Regions from separate parts of the Anas platyrhynchos genome. Here region 1 is linked to region 2. The links are chromatin contacts, called in public Hi-C maps. All regions are on one chromosome and are shown on one strand. Each heading gives the region's core, a stretch centred on a gene start, on an enhancer-like site or on the middle of the called end of the contact. The rest is flanking DNA. Distances are from core to core; before and after follow the strand shown.

Evidence for each region. Hi-C and Micro-C count contacts between places; a contact is called where the count stands out from the background.
Region 1: a contact with region 2 is called in a Hi-C map of skeletal muscle, with 4 times the contacts expected there. The contact joins two enhancer-like sites. A contact is called at or near these places in 2 of 8 Hi-C or Micro-C datasets (liver and skeletal muscle).

What each region holds. Positions count from the first base shown.
Region 1 is chr6:15,187,656-15,193,615 of IASCAAS_PekinDuck_T2T, forward strand. It overlaps RASGEF1A (RasGEF domain family member 1A), which reads left to right. Exons shown (of 13, transcript XM_027460021.3): 5 at 551-772; 6 at 1,068-1,142; 7 at 1,358-1,450; 8 at 3,094-3,196; 9 at 3,492-3,571; 10 at 4,212-4,403; 11 at 5,865-5,960. Among named protein-coding and RNA genes, the nearest start is that of MBL, 17 kb to the left of the region's middle. Within about 2 kb of position 3,321, at least 1 of the 8 cell types and tissues checked has an H3K27ac peak or open chromatin away from gene starts, as enhancers often do.
Region 2 is chr6:15,145,337-15,151,137 of IASCAAS_PekinDuck_T2T, forward strand. The region is part of intron 1 of MBL (mannose-binding lectin); the gene reads right to left. All of the region lies in intron 1 of RASGEF1A (RasGEF domain family member 1A), which reads left to right. Among named protein-coding and RNA genes, the nearest start is that of MBL, 25 kb to the right of the region's middle. Within about 2 kb of position 2,040, at least 2 of the 8 cell types and tissues checked have an H3K27ac peak or open chromatin away from gene starts, as enhancers often do.

The sequences.
Region 1 (5,960 bases), core at 2,071-4,570, 44 kb after region 2:
ATAAAAAAGCCATGGTAGAAAGAATTCAAATGTCTTAGATGTCTAGAACCTGCACCTGACAAATAGAAGGGCATTTAAATCCTCCAAGAATTAAAGATATTGTGCCACTACGGTACTTTGCAGGCATGTTCCTGGATACAATGTGCATTCCCTGGATTCTGTTGGGCTATACAGGCCTGGTCATCAGAGGGTCTGCTCGGAATGACAAAGCTTTTGTCACTTGGTACACAGAGGATCCAAGAACGCCTGTACAAGTAGCTCTGCCACCCTTCAGTAAATTCACTTCTAAGCTGTTTACCCAAAGGCCTTGAAAATGGGGTGCCAGTCAACAACTGCCAGGAGCAGCCCAGCCAGGCAGTGAAACAGAGCTGGGAAGGCAGGCAGGCACAACATCATTATGTGGCTGTGTAGGCAGTTCCTGTGTCACAGGATGCCCAGCCCAGAGAAGATGGAAGATAATGGATTTATTTTTCCCAGTCAGAAATTGTTTGGTGATGCGTCTGCAAGAGTTAAAGGTTTTTAGCAATACTTGTTTCTGCCTTTTGCTTAGGAAAATGGGACAGTGAAAAAGATCATTAGCCAGATGACACAGAATCTTCTGATGGCCCTCTCCGCACGGAGCCAGTACCAGGAAATCAGAGAGAAATTCCGGCAACCTGTTACTGACAAGGGCACAATCCTCAAAAACAAGCCGCAGTCAACTCAAAAGGACATCCTGAGCGTGTGCTGTGACCCTCTGATCTTGGCACAGCAACTAACCCATATTGAACTGGTGAGACATCGATTTGTGTGAATTATTTCATCTTCCATTTACTAAATATTCTCATCAGTATGAATTTTGCTATAGGCTTCACTGAAAGCCTCCAGTGTTCTAATCCGAAAATGCCAAATGACGAACAAAAACAATAAGGTACACTCTGTAGAAATGTTTCATACTTATCAGTAAAGAAAGCTTAAGGAGATGAAAGTTACCAAAACAATCTCACAGCTTTGGATTTATTGATGCATTTTTAACTGATCTCCCTGTCTGCCTGTACAGTGACAATCTCTCATCTCTCTGAACACAGGAACGGGTGAGCAACATTTACCCCGAGGATCTGATGCAGATTGTTAGCCACATGGACTCCCTAGATAATCACAAGGTACGGGAAGGGGTACAGAGGGGAAAAGAAACAGTAATTAGGATTTGAGTATACGCTGTGCAAAAAAGGCTGCCACTTTCTGATCTTTGTGAGGCTCATGCCTTGAGAAATACCCATTAAGATTTCAATCAAGACATGACTGGAAGTTTATCCTTTGGTGTGTTGTCTTTATCATAATACAGGATAGGATCAATATGTGGCCTTTTCTCTTGCAGTGCCGAGGCGATGTTACCAAAACCTACAATTTGGAGGCCTATGACAACTGGTTCAATTGTCTCAGCATGCTGGTGGCTACAGAGATTTGTAGGGTGGGTACTTACTGGTAGAAGATAATATAGCAAAATAATCCTGTCCTTAAGGACAAATGGCAGGCAGTGGTCTAACAGATTTAAACATGAGCAGTCCAATTGAAGATAATTGCATTATTCAAGCATTAAATTATTTGTGTGCTTATGTGATTAAGAGTTCACAGCTACATTTGGCTTTGCATGTATTCTCTGGTTTTGTGTAGCTTCCATAGTAACATTAGTCATGCCATGAAATGGAAGTTGTGTGGCATTTCAGTTGGGAGTTGTTTTTCTCTAAAATACATCCATAAAGCGTTCAGGTACTCACTACCGAAGCACAGAGTTACTGATAAACTGCTCTCCTTCCACTGTACTTAGAGATCATTACTACAGCCATATGTACAGTTTTGTTATAGCAGAAAAAAAAAGAAATGAGGAATAAACTCGCTCTTCAGAAGTATAGAAGGAGAAAGGTTAAAAACAAAAAGAAGAAGAACAGCCTTAGTAGAGGCTAAAAGTGACTTTTGTCATACAACTAGCAATGAAATGGAAGATACTGCCCCAGAAACCCTTCTTGTACATATAAACTGTCTTTTGAGATTGCTAGTAATAGGTACCAATTGTATCAAATAGTACATATCCTCTTTATTCCCACACATTTGGCAACCCCATGAGGGAAACCCAGATGCCCGCAGCAGCTTCATGCTGTCTCCTTTATCAACCCTAACATCTTAAGATTTCCTGCTTCACAGAACTTATTACAAAACATACTAAGTCCTCTTCTTCTAGATCTGGCTGATGTAACTAATACCTTTATTAAAACAACCAAGCAAAAGGTTTTAGCATAATGAGAGCTAAGCTAACTCATTGACTACCAAGCCATTTTCTTCTGAGAGATCCCTGGTGAAGTAGTCTTCAGTCACCACTCAGAACCCATTTTGTATAACCCAGACAAAACTTCTAGATGCAAAACATGGGAATGAATGACTAATCTAGGCAAAAATAAATAAAACTGATGGATTTTTGAAACAAAGTTCGGAGACGATACTATATATTAGTTTTGCTTCACTAATTATAAAAGAAAATCTGCAAAGCAGATGCCCAGTATCACTGCTAGATCCCTCACATGTTTGCATGGATGAAGATAATGTATATCCAGGTATACCTACCTGCTCTCAACACTTCATTTAAGAGTGTTCAAAGCATAATGTGAGAAATCAGGACATGGCAATTAGTCTTTCCTCACATCCAGGTTACATGCCCTGCTCTCAAGTCCCTTCATTCTTCTCCCCCTCTCCTTGGTGTTGTTTTTTTCCCCCTGTATTTTTCTGATAGCCGCTTCTTGTTTTCTCCTTTTTCCAGTAACAGGAAGTTGCTTGAAAGCGTCTGACTTGATCATACAAGTTCCTTATGACACTGAACTTCATGTATAAACAAGAAGTTACACTCTCCCACAACTGGGCAGATAACTGATAGCAGCCCCAAATACTACTTTTCTGTTAAAAAACAGATCTTAACAAAATATGCCTAGCCTTTCATCATCAGATTGCTTGACTGGATAACATCTTGAAATGTCTCTTCAATCATTTTATAATAATGCCTTTACCTGAACATCCTATTCAAATTTCAGGCCACCCCTTCCCTATTAACATTTTTTTTTTCAGGTTGTCAAGAAAAAGCAGCGTACAAGAATGGTGGAATTCTTCATTGATGTGGCAAGAGAGTGCTTCAATATCGGAAACTTCAACTCAATGATGGCTATTATCTGTGAGTATTCTCAATACAGATGACAGAAGGCACTTCATTTCACAACCTGACTGGCAAGACTGTGCTCATACTTGCCTGAAGTTGGCTGACCACATCAGCGCTTCTACAACAGCAGCGTGTTCCAGTGACAGATCAGTGTGTGGGTGGGCAGCATTAGCTACCACTTGTGGCTGTCAAGCTGAACTGCCTTCCAAAGCATAAGTGTGGTACTGACATACAAGCACAGAGTTGCATTAGCCCTGTATTTTTTCAGCTCAGTTGTTTCCGTTTTGGTCTCCTCTCTCTATATATACAGCTGGCATGAACTTGAGTCCTGTGGCGCGGCTAAAGAAAACTTGGTCAAAGGTCAAAACAGCCAAATTTGATGTTTTAGAGGTATGTATAAAGTTCAGACTTTGTTTAGAAATACACCAAATAGTAATTCCACAGCAGATGTTGGAAAGAATCAATGTCAGAGATCACAGACACCTCTGTCAGTGGTCAACAGTAATATAAACATTAGGCAGAGCATTTCCCAGATTTCAAAATCCCTTCTTGCCTGAGAAGAAGATCTAATGCAGGTTTTCTGTAGGTTGTTTCTTCATTCCATGTCTTTATTACAATCACAGTACTTTCACCCTTCGTGCAAGTCAATGCCTTTTTACTAACCATAAAACTGATTAGAGTACTCCATCTAGTGGCCAACTGAATCAAAACAAAACTCAACTGAAATCAAAGACTGGTGAGAGCAAGCAGGAATTGTTTTTCTTCCCCCAGTAGTCATTTATTATTTCCTTTCAACCTCCCATTAGCCATTGAAAGAAAGCATAGATGTCAAGCCAGTGCAGAACCATCCTTTCAGGCAACATAGGAATTAGAGAAACTCTGATTTAACCTGATCAGTATAAAGGACTATCTTGACAGCTTAAAACCGTGCGCAGATATTCAAAATATTATATGCTCTCTGATAAGATACACACTTTTTAAACGCAAAAAATGTTAATTACACAACTGCCTTCTTTCCCCATAAAAACAGCACCACATGGATCCTTCCAGCAACTTTTGTAATTACCGCACAGCCCTGCAAGGAGCAGCACAGCGATCTCAGACTGCCAACAGCAATCGAGAGAAAATAGTCATCCCAGTTTTCAATCTGTTTATTAAAGATATCTACTTTCTGCACAAAATACATACGAACCGCTTACCCAATGGACAGATAAACTTCAAGGTAGGACTTAATTTGTTGGAACTGTAATGCTAGTTAAACATTGTACATTTCAAACATTTGTCACTTTTAAACTTTAACTTGTTATATTGCTGAGTCCCTTAGATTCTTCAGCATTGCTGCAATCTAGACAAAGTGATATCATTATCTAGGGGAAGCAATTTTAATGTCTCAATACCACGTTTCTGTGAAAGATAGGGCTTGCAATTGCCACGTATGTTATATATATGGCAGATCCACACACAACTGCACATACAGAAGAGAGTCCATAAAACTGCTGGAATGTAACCACCTTTAGTTAAAAGATTGCTTTAAAAGTATACTGAAATAGAGATTAATTCGTACGTTTTATGTGAAGTAAGACAAATGGACTGCAAACCATAAAATACACATAAGCAGAACTGGGTATAATAACACTAATGTGTAACAAAAACTGACGTGTGAAAGGACGGGGAAGAAAATAAGAATTTCCGAAGCCATAACCCATGCTTTAAAGTTACTTAAGTAAAAAATGAAATAGTCTTATATTAGCCCACTGGAAAGAAATTTCTTTGAAGAAATGTCCCTTTCTCACAAACTTGAAGATTTAGTAAGAACTTGAAATCAAGTACTAGAATTTTCATGTACCAGCAGTGATGGCAGAGATTTGTTACTCCTCAGCCCTGCTCCTGTCTTATGTTCAAAAAGGACTGGAGGAAATGTGTGTGTATGGGGGAGAAAGTAAGCCTTTCTGTGGCAGCAAGCCATTCTACCTGATCAAATTGTAATAGCAAATCTTCAGGGTTGCTCTCATCAGGTTAGCTAGCTACGAACACCACACACAACCAGCTAATGGTATTTAGCAGGTCTTTGAGGGAGTTTGTACTCTCTGAAGAAATGCATGCTTGACTCGTAGTAGGTGAACAAAAGGGAATTCATGCCCTATTTTTTTTTATAAGGTGATGTACATTTATGTTGTAAAGATTCGTTTATTCAAAGATTGTTATTCAGAGACATTTTAGAATTCAAAGCTAATCCTAAAGTGACAATACATGTTGCTACAGAGTAAAAAATAGTGGAAGAGTAATAATCTCGCAGAGTCTGTAAACATGAAAGGTTTTTCACATCACCAAGCATACCTTATTTGCAGCAAGAGATGGAAACATTTGGCCATCTCAAGATATATGAAAGGGAATGGGGAAGGGGCAGCACCTACAACAGTACATTCTTTGGTGTCATGTGTCACATTTGGAGGGGGAAAAAGTCCAAAACTTTCAGAGCTGCATAAAGGTCAAAGAAATTCCTCCTTTACGCTGGGTTCCTAAATATGAAAGTTGAAAGGCTAACAACGAAGATGATGAAAGAAGGGATACTCAGAGTAGAAGCGTGAATGAGAACAAGACTGAGAGGCCCTGAAATTATACAGAATAATTAGTATTTGAAAGAAAAATAAGTGTAAAACATTCTTTCCATTACCTCACGCAGAAATTCTGGGAAATTTCAAGACAGATTCATGATTTCTTGACATGGAAGCAGGTTGAGTGTCCTTTTGAAAAGGACAAGAAGATCCAGAGTTATCTA
Region 2 (5,801 bases), core at 790-3,289:
GTTTCAAGCTCAAAATTTCTCTTTCTCACCAAAACTCTCTCTGAAACAAGAAGTTACATTGGGTAATCAAAGATAATCTTTGGAAAGCCACAAATCAGACATCAAGTGATGATATTCTGGGCCTTTTTTAGAGTGCTTCCTCTTTCCTACTTTAAATAAAACTGAAAGGGAACAGTTTTATTCATCATGTACAAGAAATAGTTCAGAGGAGATGACAAACATTCCTCAAAATCTTCTCTACTAAATTAATCATTTGAAATAGAAGATACTAAAATTCCTGCATATTGAAAAAGCATGACTGTTCTCTTTCACTTTTAACTCTCCCAAGCTGGCTTTCAAAATAAGATACAAGTTTCAACATCAAGTAATGCGAAGTAAAAGCACTGTTCCTGCAGTCCTGGCAGCTGTATTTTACAGCAATGGTGGAGCAGTAGAAGAACAGAGCAGCCACCACTTTCTGCAGGCTGTGTTGCTGCCCACCCCGTATCAGACCGTGCTCCTGTAGGCAGGCTGCTGTGAAACAAGCCCCATGTGTACAAGGAGTGGCACAGTTCAGCCCAGCCACAATAAAATTCTCCTGCTCTAGGTACAGGCCTATATGTATCTGGACCTTTTTGAACCACACATGCTCAGACTTTCCCTTGGGCTCCTTGCAGCTGCTGGCAGCTGTACACAGCAGCAGCCACCAGCAGGGCATGCTCCTGTCCACAGGTGCTCTGCTGCTCTGCTCCTGCCACCACTCCCATTGCTGGTGCTGGTGCCATGGGCATCTGACAGTCAGAAAACAGGTTCAGCTCTCGTTTGTGCAATAGCACATACCCATTACAAACACAGCAACTCCATCACAGAGGAGGCTGTAGACTCTGAAGGATCACTGGCTTCCGCAGTAGCAGCCAGCCAACTGTGACCACTCTGTCCTTCAACCTGATGGTGGACTTTCCAAGAACCCACACGATGACAGCTTCCTACACATCAAACTATGTATCTTTTGCTAGCCAGCTACTCATCGCCCTCAGATATTATGGATCACAAAACTGTTAAGCTCTGTGGATTCCCCATCCCTTTGTAAAGCTTTACCTTCTTTCCATTTTGCTAACAGCAGAGTCAATGGTACTGAGTGACAATAACAAACGGGTACTGAGCATGAGGTGACACCAAGACAACTTTTATCAGCATAACGAACTATAAATCAAAATACAGACACTATGCAGGTACAAAGGAGTGAAATGAAATCTATATTCTTATGTTGTTGTGGCCTTGACACTGCTTAAAGATAACACTCCATCAAAACCAAACTGCAAGAGTGATGCTCAGACAGGGACTCTGCCGCCAAGCACTTGGAGCCGACCTTCGCACATGAGAACAGAGGGAAAAAGAAGTGTCTCCTCCCAAAGGCAGTCACCTCCAATGACAAACAAAGGCTATCTCTGTGATCACAACTTGACACATTAATCACAACCTGCCTCCATAAGGCACCTCTTTTGTTCAAACATGTGCAACGACTAGCGGCTTTCTTGGGAAGTAAAGCTCTTCTAATTTTAAACCTGCAACATATATGGGTCTTTTATATTAGGAAAAATCACAACTGTCTACTCTCAGCAATAAACAGCACTAGTTCATTTAAAAACTGTATTTGGGAAATTATTTTTTTATCTTGCCATCATAATATCTCAGGAAGGAAGATGGAGCATAAGAGACATCGCTGTTGTCTAATACCAAGTATGATCTTCAGTTCTTCAAAAACATCCCCCAAAATTCAGCAATTTCTTTGGGGCTTTATTAGCTTCTCTTTTTTTTTTTTTTTTCTTTTTTTTTTTTTTGGTCCTTTCCCCCAAACAACTATATTCAAGTAAGTGGGAGGATGACGAAGAAAAAAAAAAAGAGAAATTTTCACTCCCACAGCAGTTTCCCACTTCTCCAAAAATAGACACACCGTTTGTTGTGTTTTTACACTTGCTGTAGGTTCCACTACATAGCACTGAGGGGGATGGGGGTTTCCATGCTCTGCGCAGGGCTGTACTGCAGTATGGGGCTGGCAGGAAATTGCTCTCTTTACAAAAAGGGAAGCTGGCTGCCTGCGTTTTTTGAAGCCACAGCCTGGCTTAACCCTATATGGGCAATCCAGCTTCCTTCAAAACCGAGCCCATCCAGTGTTTTTAGGGGTGAGATGTGGTTGTGAGAAGTAGGGTAAGGAAAGACAGAGCAAGCGTGGATCACAGCCACACACGCACACAGTTCATAACTCAGCAACTACAGCAGGTCACATCTCGCTAGTGCTGAAGGTCAGGAACTTCACGTGGATCCCATTTAAGCTATGGTGTTATGAGATTTTCTCTGATTCTCAGGCAATAGGTCCTTCTCTAGGCTTTTTGTATCCTCATAAGTATGAAGGAAAAGCAAGAGCTGCCCTTCCTTGGGAAGTCCGTACATGTGGCATTATGGCACTGCAGGCTTTACTGAACAAGAAATCTTGAAAAGGAAACTGCACAAACATAGCTGGTTTCCCAGAAACTGTGTTTACTAATATTGCAACCTAAATACAAACGTGTGCTCTTACTGTATTAGGTTTTGACAGCTTCTGCAGCAGGGCTTAAAGAGGCCTGCCAGCAGAGCTCTCAGTTACCTGTATGGAGTCATCCTTGTCCCCAAAGTCCTTAGAGGAGCTCTTCCAAACCAGGAACATAGCTATTCATTGATTTTTGTTTTATTTTATTTTTAAGTACTGCGATCAAAACAACATTTTCACTTCAATTTCAGGCAAAATCTGGAGCTGTTAGCATGGAATTGGAGAAGCATTTTTGTATTGATCTTTTTAACAAGGAGAAGCCTTGCATCATATAATAGTAACAGAACAATATATTACGTCCAACTCAAAATTGCATTTTTCTAATTACTTGCTTACTTCCTGTATTTCCTTATGTTTGGATAATGACAATCAAAGAAATAATATTTTGTTTCGAAAACAGAGAGTTACTTTAGATTAAAATTGCCAAAATTGAGACCACAGGAGCCCTAGAAGTTTTGCAAAAGTTGGTTTGAAGTAAAGGAGGTCAAACAAGTACTACCTGAAAGCAAAATTAACCGGTGACATCGAACCACTGTGAAACATTCAGGCTTGAAGGTGCAAGCGTATGAAGATTTTGTCCCTAGTTTCTTATGGCTGCCAAGTCACTACCACAGCATTAAACCCTTATATTAATATAAGCAAATGCGCACTCAGTACCAGTAAGGACCACGCGTACAACAGGCACATTGTAGGCACAGCAGGGATTGTCTGACAGCGGCCTCAATCTCCCTTTCCAGTGGTTGCAGCTATAGGCACAACCAGTTTGTGCCCTACTTTAAAAATAAATGACTTTAAAACACATTTTCCTAGCTGTGCTTCCTTAAGAAGGGAAATTTTAATTTTTCAGCCACAGCAATTCAGTACCTGTCAGTTATTTGGATCAGGAGAGAACAAAAGAAAAGGTTATCCCTAAAAACAAGGCAAAAAAGCTGAGATTACTCTGACACAGAAGTAAATTGAGCTTTTTTCACCCCTTTCATCATGACTTTCTTAAAGCTAAGCTATTTTAATTTCATTTTGAGGAAAAAAAAATAAAATAAAAAGCCACAAACAACAGCACCCAACTCAGAATCACAACTTCAAGTTCAAGAAAACTTAAGTCCTGCTAAAAGCCTATGGGATTCTGTTACAAAATTGGCCTGTGGCAAATTATCTCTGTATATTGTGTACTCAAATTTGGATTCTCTTCAGTACATTTTATCTTAGGTGCCAAGAGAATGGTTGCCAGTTTCTTTGTATCTTTATTTTTATGTCACATTGAAGACAGTTTAGCAGATATTAAAAATATATATAGTTAATGATTTATCCATCATTCTGATGAGATATGATTGTGCTGTCACTTCCCTTTGTGCTGCCATAGTACTTCTCAAGAAGAAAGATTTATAATTCTTCTAACACCATAACTGTGCTAAGGAACAGAATTCTAAATTCCACAGCTTTTGTTAAACGCTTTTCAGCACATACTTTTATAACCAATTTAACAATGTAAATATTATTGATATTATTCTAGATAATGTTTTTCAAGGACTATTACAAGACTAGTGTGTTTTGGTGGTGGTGGTGTTTTTTTTTTTCCAGGGACAGTGGGAGGCATTTGTTTTACCCCAAACATGCTCCCAATTCATTTCCTATTTCTCTTCACCTCACACCTAGTATCTAAAATTCTGCTTTTTTTGCTGTACCAGAATTTGTGCTATTTCCTCCTTCTTATGAACCTCACCTCTTTAAAGCTACACATCAGATCTTATTCTGATTCTATAATGCATTTTCAGTTTAAAATAACAGTCTGTTCTGAATAGTAATCCATTGCACCCCTCATTTTAAGGGGAAGGAGGCAAGACACATGACAAAAATCATAGAGTGAAATAGCTGGAAGTCCACTCACTGGGAAAGGCTGGATGGCAGAACCACTGTGCAATGCTGCTGTAAAGAAATGCAAAGTAAGTATTATTTTACTTCTTATGATTTTTATGTAAAAGTTTCTTTCATATGTGAAAGCACTAGCATAGGCTAATTTCTAGTTAGAGATTTATTTTGTTCAGAAGTCATACTGGGCAGTCTTACACTTCAGTAATTCCATCCAATTCCATAAATTATGCCATCCTCTTCAGCAATCACCTTTGGACCTTCTTCCTCATTTCCTATGACAATTTCACAGTTTCCCCATTTTCCTTATTTCTACATACTTATTTCTATATCTCTATACAAAATCCAACACAAACAACAACAACAAAGCCAATAGCATGCCATCTTCATTAACTACCAACTAGCATCACCTCTATAGAAAATTCCTTTTGCTGTTTTCTGCTTTGCCTCTTCTTGCAATAATTCAAACTGTGGACATATGTGTATACAGAGAATTCACTCTTCGTTGTTATTTTATTTAGCAAAGATACGATACCATGTAGGAAACCCATTCAGGTTTCCATCAAAGTACATCTAGTATTGTTTCTGTATGAGTTAACTGAGCTTCTGAAAAGTACTTGGAATACTGCGGATATTACTGGGCAAAAATTAAGTACAACGAGTGGTCAACTGAAAATTCATTTTGAAGAAAAAAAAAATCCCAACAAGCTCAGTTCTAGAGTGTTGGTTCCTAGCTGCCAGATTTCCATGGGAAACACTGCAACTAATTGCCAGATACATGTGTAGGAATTTTATGTGTTCCCCCTAAAGATAATCAAATTGAAACATCTGGGAAATGTTGCTCTAAAATCACACCAAGCCAAACCAAAGCCAGAGAGATTCTAGCAGCAATGATACAAGCAGTGGGACAAACAGAAATTCCTGCCCCAAACCTTATTCCTCTCCTTGACCACATCGAAACTCTGCCCTACCCAGCACATGAACTCCTACGGACCTATGTGCAGGGCAGATAGTAGAGCAGTTGTGGCTTGGCTGGAGTTCAAGGGAGGCTGAGGCCGGCATGGAAGTTCCCAGCCCAGCCACCAGCAGCTGCAGCACATGACACCTACGTAGTGGAAGGCTGGGGCTGTCAGAGTTTCCTCTCGTGCGCAACCCTCAGCAGCACTTTCAGTTTTCCTGGGGTATAACTGGCATGGAAACCACAGCACCCGCCACAGCCGCCAGCACACTCCGCCTGAGCGCGGAGGGGACGCGGAGTGGCGGCACGGCAGGGAGGGCCTTGGGCACCCACAGAGACCCAGCTGTGAGCAGAGATGCTCCTGCCGACCCCGGTAAGTTCAGCACAGCACCATACCTCCAGCTCCTCTTT